Regions from separate parts of the Tachysurus vachellii genome. Here region 2 is linked to region 1. Evidence: chromatin contacts called from public Hi-C data. All regions are on one chromosome and are shown on one strand. Each heading gives the region's core, a stretch centred on a gene start, on an enhancer-like site or on the middle of the called end of the contact. The rest is flanking DNA. Distances are from core to core; before and after follow the strand shown.

The links. A called contact is a pair of places that touch in the nucleus more often than the background predicts.
Region 2: a contact with region 1 is called in a Hi-C map of blood, with 2.3 times the contacts expected there. The contact joins the promoter of pigg here to the promoter of LOC132856167 in region 1. A contact is called at or near these places in 2 of 3 Hi-C or Micro-C datasets (blood and muscle).

Annotation. Positions count from the first base shown.
Region 1 is chr13:10,907,511-10,911,568 of HZAU_Pvac_v1, reverse strand. It overlaps LOC132856167 (transmembrane protein 271-like), which reads right to left and starts at 2,150. Exons shown (of 1, transcript XM_060885626.1): 1 at 736-2,150. The coding sequence starts at 1,796. The coding sequence ends at 987.
Region 2 is chr13:11,082,724-11,086,781 of HZAU_Pvac_v1, reverse strand. It overlaps pigg (phosphatidylinositol glycan anchor biosynthesis class G), which reads left to right and starts at 2,156. Exons shown (of 13, transcript XM_060884711.1): 1 at 2,156-2,598; 2 at 2,730-2,935. The coding sequence starts at 2,376. It overlaps hmmr (hyaluronan-mediated motility receptor (RHAMM)), which reads right to left and starts at 1,234. Exons shown (of 19, transcript XM_060884712.1): 1 at 1,056-1,234; 2 at 86-181. The coding sequence starts at 1,101.

The sequences.
Region 1 (4,058 bases), core at 901-3,400:
ATCATTTTAGCTTATATAATAACAGGTAATCTCTTTGTTCTTGCTGCAGCTACAATTATATTTTTGTTCATCCTTGAACTTTCATTGCCAGTAGGAAAATGTGAATCACTATTAAGTGCACTTCTAAGGTGTTGCAGCATATTAAAAGTGATGCAGGGTTATTGTTTTCCATCCCTCCTGTTCCTCACAAGCTCATCAGCATGCTTTTATGGCAGCTGTTTATATAACAAATAAAGGCTTGAAAGCTTGGTGATTTTGCATTTCAGTGTTTAGAGAGAAGCACAACACCACAGGTGTATAATAACATTATTCTATTTTAGAACTGCTGCAGCTTTCATTAACCATAATGTAGGCTGTAATTGTATCAAAGAATTGCATGGTGTTTTTCACCGTGTTTTGTGTCTCCAGTCTGTTTAGATATAAAAAAAGAACCCCAGGTGCATTTCAAAGACCTGTTTGCTGCTAGCATAATTACCTGTTGACAAAGTAGGCCAAAGAACCTTAGAGGCGCACAAGCTACCATCTTTACATGATTAATTCCTGAAATATAAGAGTTGTGCTTATTTTGACTTGATGACTTGCATGAAATATCTACGGCATAGAAAGGTGAATATCCTTTTTTTTTTATTCATGAGCCAAACGGAGGTAATATGACAATAAACCAACGGAGTGACATCAACCAACGTACATGGGCATAAGATGTTGTGTACAATCAGAGATTCAAAACAAGTGCTGTGTTAAAAAGTCACCAGGCCTTTATATTTATAATCTGAATATATATCTTACCATTTTAGTTCAGTTTTCCTACAGGCAGTTCACTGAGTGTAGCATGTACTTACTTGCCCACTTCCTATGACAAAGGGAGCAATGCGTTAATACATTCTGCTTATTATTTAGCCGAGAAAGGGACGCGTGTGCGTCTGATGTCCGGGGCCAGTGATTGTCACTGCAGATTAGAGATGTGGTTTTGTAACTTTCTCTCTGTTTTAACACTCAAACGCTTTGTTCCTCCTTTCTCCGGGGAATATGTCCTCGTAGGCCGGCGGTGAGTCGTTAGCTGGCGGATATGAGAAACCGTACACGTGGTGGAGCTCGTTTTGGGAAGGCACGTAGCCCGGTAGTTCGATAGACGGATGACCGCTTTTCCGCGCCTCTGCACCGTCCTCGCGCGCCTGGGAGCCGCACGCCGCTAAGCTGATATAGGAGACCGACCGAAAGTTGGCGGCCACTGTGAGCTCGCGCTCCTCGACAAGCAAGACCTCGCGCGCGCTGCGCCTGTGCGCTCTGCGCCTCCGGTAAACCTGAGCCGCCTGGTACCGCTTGATGACCACCAGGTTTACAAGCCCAATGAGGCACTCGAGCGCGTTAAGCACGGTGGACGCCACCAGGCCGCGCTGGTAATCCTTGAGGCGCCCGCACGCCGCAGGTACATCCAATGTGTCCAGGCAGTAGCGCGAGTACTTCCGCTCCACGAGTGACACGGCGTCTCCGTCTACCACCGCGCCCGAGAACGCAGTGAGCACGCCGAGCAGGAACACAAGAAGCCCAAAGAGGAAAAAATTGCGACACGCAGCTTTGCCCCTGCAGCAGAGCAACGCAATGGCCAGCAGTGACTGTCCAAGTCCGAGCAGGATTCCCGAGTAAAACGCACCAGCAGCCGCGCTCAGTTGGAAGTGCGCTTTTACTTTGGCTCCCAGAGAGAGACACTCGAACCCCACCACTGCTGCGCTCACGGCGCACGCGAATAGCAGGCTGCTGGAGACGACGGCGCACGCTCCTTTGCCACTCAACTTCATTATAATCCTCCTCTGACTCGTCCGGCCCGTCTCCCTCCTTCATCCTCCTTGGTCCTCTTCTCCAGCTCTTCTTGAAGTGCCCTCACAATGGGACATGACTTGCCGATGGCTGCTTGCAGAACGGAGGATGTGCGGAGCCACGTGCCGTGCCGCCGTTTGCCACCGCTTCCTCAACGGATGAATAATTGATGGGCAGGGCGCGCTCCTTCTGCGGTAACAGCCGCCCAAATCCAGCTTAAAGGTAGCGATTACCTTCATGACCTTCTCCCGCCATCCACTTCCGTAGGGCTTAGTCGTGAAGACCGAGAGGAAAGACTCTGCCTCCCGCTCTTACAGCCCTCCAGCGCGCGCCGCCGTGAGCAAGCGCACATCAGTGAGACTAGCTTTCAGTCTGAGCTTTGAACTCGCTCCACTCCGACTGGCTGCAAACTCGAGAATGCGACACGTAGTGATGCTTTCTTTCACTGCTTCCCCATTCTCAAACAGAATCTCGCTACAGATGGCTATACAGATACAGATTATATTTAGATGGCTTTCCCGATGTAAGCTGCTATAAGTAAAATGATGTTTTCAGCAGGAATATGGTTCAGAAACAGTGATTTGGACTATTATGAAGAAAGTGATGTAAAGTTCTGCTACGATCGTACATGCAAGGATGGCAAGTAAAGATAAAGACTATATCATGCAATATGCATAATAAAAGCTCCAAGAGCTGCCCATGGTGCTGAAACACTAGTGTTTTTTCAGGCGGAGCTGAGATTGGCTAATTAGGGAGTGGCTAATGTTACTTCTGTTCTGGTGATATGATAACTACATCCTTTTGAAATATAAGCCGTGTGGTTCTACGTGACTTTGTAATGATCAACGATATTTTATGAACCAAAGTCTTCTGCATGCAAAACCTTTATTGGGAAGATCAGTTTTTAACAGTTCTCCAAGACTAAGTATTGGAGAGCTGTTAAAAACTGATCTAGCATAACAGAAAAAAAAAATCTTAAATGTTTTATATTTATAATCCAGTGCCAAATGTCAAAATGTAAGGAAAAATAAGAGTTTAAAAGTTCTTTAGGCCAGAGGGTAAACAGTATTTGCACATCCGAGAACGTTCTGAAAAAGCAAATTCACTCAGTTACTCTGTGTGTGTGTGTGTGTGTGTGTGTGTGTGTGTGTGTTACTTTGTGTGTTCGGGAAGCACAAAGCTACATGGCATGGCATGCAAAGTCTCAAATTGAAATGAGAAAAGCTTTATCTTTCTGCAAAGTACAAGATTGTTTATATTCCTTTTGATTAACTGTTTTTATTTACCAACCCAATACATTCTCATTAAAACAGTTTAAATTATACAGAGAAGCTCTAATTTCAGCTATAGCAACCAACAATTATTCCCATGAGGGAGCTAATCACAGCAATTAAGCCAAGCTGCAGGTGTCAGCATGTCTCTGGCTTTTCTAAGGTTCGGGCTTCTTAACATGCAGCAAATGTACACCACTCACAAAAGTGTTCCTACTACAGTCTTACACACACTTAAAAGATAGCACACGTTAGGGTAATTATAGTATAGGTCTGGTTTGTTGGCACAATTACTTTTTGTGTAATGGTACTGGAAAACTCCAGAGTAAACACAATCATTACAGTTGCAAGCTGTTTTTCTTCCCCCAAGAGAAGAAGCAGGAAACCAGTGTAAACTAGGCCCTTGGTTCTAAATGGAAGTGAATCATATTCATTCAATCATCTCAGCTAACTATAAACACATACAGTCAAAAGGTACAAAGTGCTTTCATAATTAAATAGATGATAAATTGCTTTACAATCCACTTTTCTGAGAGTATCCTCAGTAATTAATATATACGTAATACTAAATACTTAATTTAGGTATATATATTAATATATATTTTGCCATATTGTCCATACCTAAATTAAGGACAGCAGGGATACTAATCCAGTTGAGATCTAAAATTAAAAAGGGCATTTTCTCTATTTAGAGTTTTTTACAGCACACTTAAGTGGCTCACTATGCAAAAATTATAAACTATCCAAAAAAAAAAAAAAACCTTTTGAATTTGGTAGTTTCTGACTTATTTTCAGTAATAACTTTATCCTAGTAGGGGTTGTAATGGATGTGGAGTTTATCCACACTCTTTCACTCCTAGAGGCAATTTATCTTAGCCAAAATACTCACTAGCAGGAAACCAGACAACCCAGAAGAAATCCACATGCACACTTTGAGAATAAGCAAGAAACTCCACACAGACATTAACCCAA
Region 2 (4,058 bases), core at 907-3,406, 180 kb before region 1:
TTCAGATCTCAGGACAGGCAAAGGAACGTGTTCAGAACTGATTTGATCACAGAAATGGGAAGTAAACCAGCAAGTGTTCTCTTACGTTTCTGTGATTTGAAGCGCTCTGCCTTGTGAAACGAAGCGACACCCTTCAGTTCGCCAGGTTTCAGCTCATATGTACCTGGTGGAGGAGCACAGCCTGGAAAATAACAGGAAGAATGAACAGATCTTTTTTTATCTGCATATCTGAAAGCGGTTACATGAAGGGACTGTAGTGTGTGTGACCTGTCAACACACAACTAAGGTTTAAACATAGCTGTCCTCTAAGACTGAAGGTCTGGGACACAGCCAGGCAGTCTAAACAATATGAAGAACACTTATATACACTGCAAATCACTACTTTACACTCTGATGCAATTTAGTACACACTCATCACAAAAAACAACCCCAAATATAACCTGTAACTTATCCATCTCTAATAAATGATACTGATATATGATATGTCCAAGGATGCTGTGGGAAAACCTGCAGGTTTGCTGTTTACACAATTATATTAAACACAACATACTTAGGATATTGCAGCTTATGTGAATAATGAATTCTAATCATTTACTTTTGGTATAAATGTCTACCATGAGGAAGCTAATATTTAATTAGCTGGTGTATTTTCTTGTTTTGTTTTTTTTTTAACTCAACTTCAAACTCGAGAAACTCTACGCTAGCTAGCTAGCTATTGTTGACGTTAGGCTAGTTGTTATGCTAGGACAACAAAAGTTAAACGTGTCCTATTACTTAAAATAGGTTTATGTAGCTAATGGTAGTCGATGGAGATTAAATAATAGTCTGTTTATTTCTGGTTCAACGTTAACTAGCTGCTTAGTCGTTAGTTTTTATATTTAGCATCAATACAAAGCTCAGAAATGTCTGACATGCGCGTGCTCGCTTCACTGACGTCACGTTCAACATAATTTACTAGTATTTATAATCTCACTAACATTTAATCTGGATATCATTGTTATTTTAAACGCGCTTTATTCAGCTAACACAGCACCGGATTGTGTTATCATGCTTACCAATGTGTTCATTAAATCTTTTCAACGGAGCCCTTGAAAACGACATGATTCCTAGACCCGAAGAGTTAAACTACAGCAGAAAACCTAATAAAAAAGCTAACAATAAAAAAAGGGAAAAAGGGAATAATGTCGGTAATTCACACAGCTTCAACAACTGCCGCTGAATTTTTTGAAACTCCTTCTGTAACCAATCAAAGCAATAGAGACCAAATAGACCAATAAGAATCTCTCAAAGCGTGACGAAAACAAAGACTGTCCAATCAGAAAGAACTTTCGTCATTGTACGTAGGCCGCCCATAAGAAAGCATGTAACCTTGTAAATATAGTGTTTGTTGTTGAGCACACATGAATTCATAGTATAGAAAGGAAATATATGTTAAATTAAATAAATAAATAAATAAATAAATAGTGAAAACTCTAAACGAGGACCATCATAAACACATAAAAGATTGATTAAATCCTTTTAGATCCTTTCATACAAAAACAATCCTACGTACTTAGTAAGTAAAGAATAAGTGCAAATGATGGCGAAAGATATACTATATATTTTGGTCAAAAAGCAGTTTCTAAATGAATGATATGCGATTATATTGTATTACATTAATTCCATGATATTTCCGATTTCTTACAACAGCTCAATAAAGTTTATATTCCCAAAACTACTGTATTATGGATTATTTCATGTCCAAAACAACAGAAATCCTGGTCAGGGTTGTGGCAGATCCTGAAGGCAGGAGATTTCACCCTGGAGAGGACACTGGTCCATTGCAGGGCACCATTCACACATGCATTCACACAACAGAGCAATTTGATTTTGGGGGATGACTGGGAAACCCAGAGGAAACCCATGTAAACAAAGGGCAATCAAACCTGTTAATTTGGAATTTAACAATAAACTAAGGGGATTCTATTTGTTACGTTAATATATACACTGTTTTGCTTAGTTTTAGTAGCAGGACAAAAAGCTTTCAAATCAGAAAAGTCTAGATTCATGCCCCATGATGTCTCGCCTCTCCTCTGGCTTTCCTCGTGTCTCTGTGTGTATGTTTGTGTGTCACGCGATTTGAACTTCTCGCTTGCCGTAGCGAGACTTTAATCAAAACACGGAAGTGTCAAAATACATCCTCGTTTAAAAGTCCATTGATTAAGAGTGTGCTGTTGGATATTAGAAACGGATCTAATCTAGATACGGTTTGCTGTTTTCTCAGCCAACTGATCGACTCTTTAAAATCAAGGTGTAGTATTGTGATGCTCGTGAACTTTGTTTTTGGTTAACTGGTTGGGGATTAAGGTCAGATATGTAGTGGAGTCATATGCTGTATGCTACTAGTGCTACTGCTAATAATAACAATAACAAACAATAACAAACAACAACCCCGATCTATCACCATGAAGCTGAGTTCATCAGTGTTCTCTGCCTTCTGTCTCATTATTGAGTTACTCGGCATTGTCCTTTTCTTGAGAGGTTTTTTTCCAGTTCCAATCAAGTCGTCTTTATCATCAAAGAGCAAATTATCAGACCTGCCAGCAGAACCAGTAGTAGGTAAGAAAGCGCTTCATTACTGAGATGTCACTTTCAATATCAATAGTGTGATCCTGGTCACCATCGTTTGCTCTTATGTTCTGGAGATGATCAGTAATATATATCATCAGCATATTGTCTTTCTTTTGCAGGAAGTAGCCCAAATTCGACCAAAGTGCCTCCTCCATTATTCAACAGAGTAGTCATTGTGTTAATAGATGCTTTAAGAGATGACTTTGTATTTGGGCCCAATGGGAAGAGGTTCATGCCCTACACCAGGAACCTAGTGGAGAGTGGATCATCTCATAGCTTCATCGCTAAAGCCAGACCACCGACTGTCACCATGCCTAGAATCAAGGTGAGTCTGTGCATGTGGCTGTGTAGAAATTTGTAGAAACTGTTTTTCAAAGCACATCATTACATCAGATGATTTGCTAATAATACTTTGTGTTGAATGGTGTGGATGTAATCATGCGTTATGTTCTCATAAATCACTCCTCTGATTTTAGATCAGATACAGATAGTATTTTGATACTTGGCACAACTGTAGTGGACAGCATGTCATGGCAGAGCTTGAGGGATCAGGGTTTGATCCTGAGTTGCAGATGCCGTCTGTCTGGTGTGCATGATTCTCCTTGCGCCTGTGGGATTTTTCTTTTGCTGCATCCCCAGACTTAATACCCTAAGTGTGAATGAGTGAGTGTGGTAACTCACAGCAGCCACTGAAGATGAGTATGATGAGAATGATATAGAATTTCTTGGACACCTCCAAAATGGTGACAACTGGCATTGGCTGTTTCGTTATGATTTGTAAGCTGTGAAATAAAATGTATTCGTGCAAGATTAGATCAATTCTAAAGAACTAGTATACTTCACAGTACACAATTAAAAACAAATGCAGTCCATTATTTTTTTACGATTTGCCCTGCTTGGTTAAAAATATGCTGTTATCTTATGCTCATAATGCTCAATGTATCTTGGGAATAACCTGTGTTTAACTTGAATGTTTTGCAAGTACATCGGTTTGCAAATGATCCAGGTGCTGCTTCACATGGACATGGTTACATGTGACCTTTGTAAAAAAAAATAAATAAAAAAAAGCCCCATAATCTGTCCTATTTACTTAAAAAGACACAATATATACTGTACTTCGATAGACCATAACATTAAAACTATCCGCTTAATATTGTGTCGGTCCTCCTTTTGCTGCCAAAACAGCTCTGATTTGTTGAGGCATGGACTCCTTGAACTTTGTGTCATGTTCCTTAAACCATCCCACAACAAAATTTTCAGTGGGGAATACCGATTGTCATGAAGTGATGTAGTTTGTCTGCAGAAATGTTTAGATAGTTGGTAAGTGTCAAAGTAACATCTACATGAATGCTCGGACTCAAGGTTTCTCAGCAGAAAATATTGTTAACATGATGCCACGCACTTCTCCGGTCAGTGGTTTTAGCGTTATGGCTGATGGATGTGTTTAT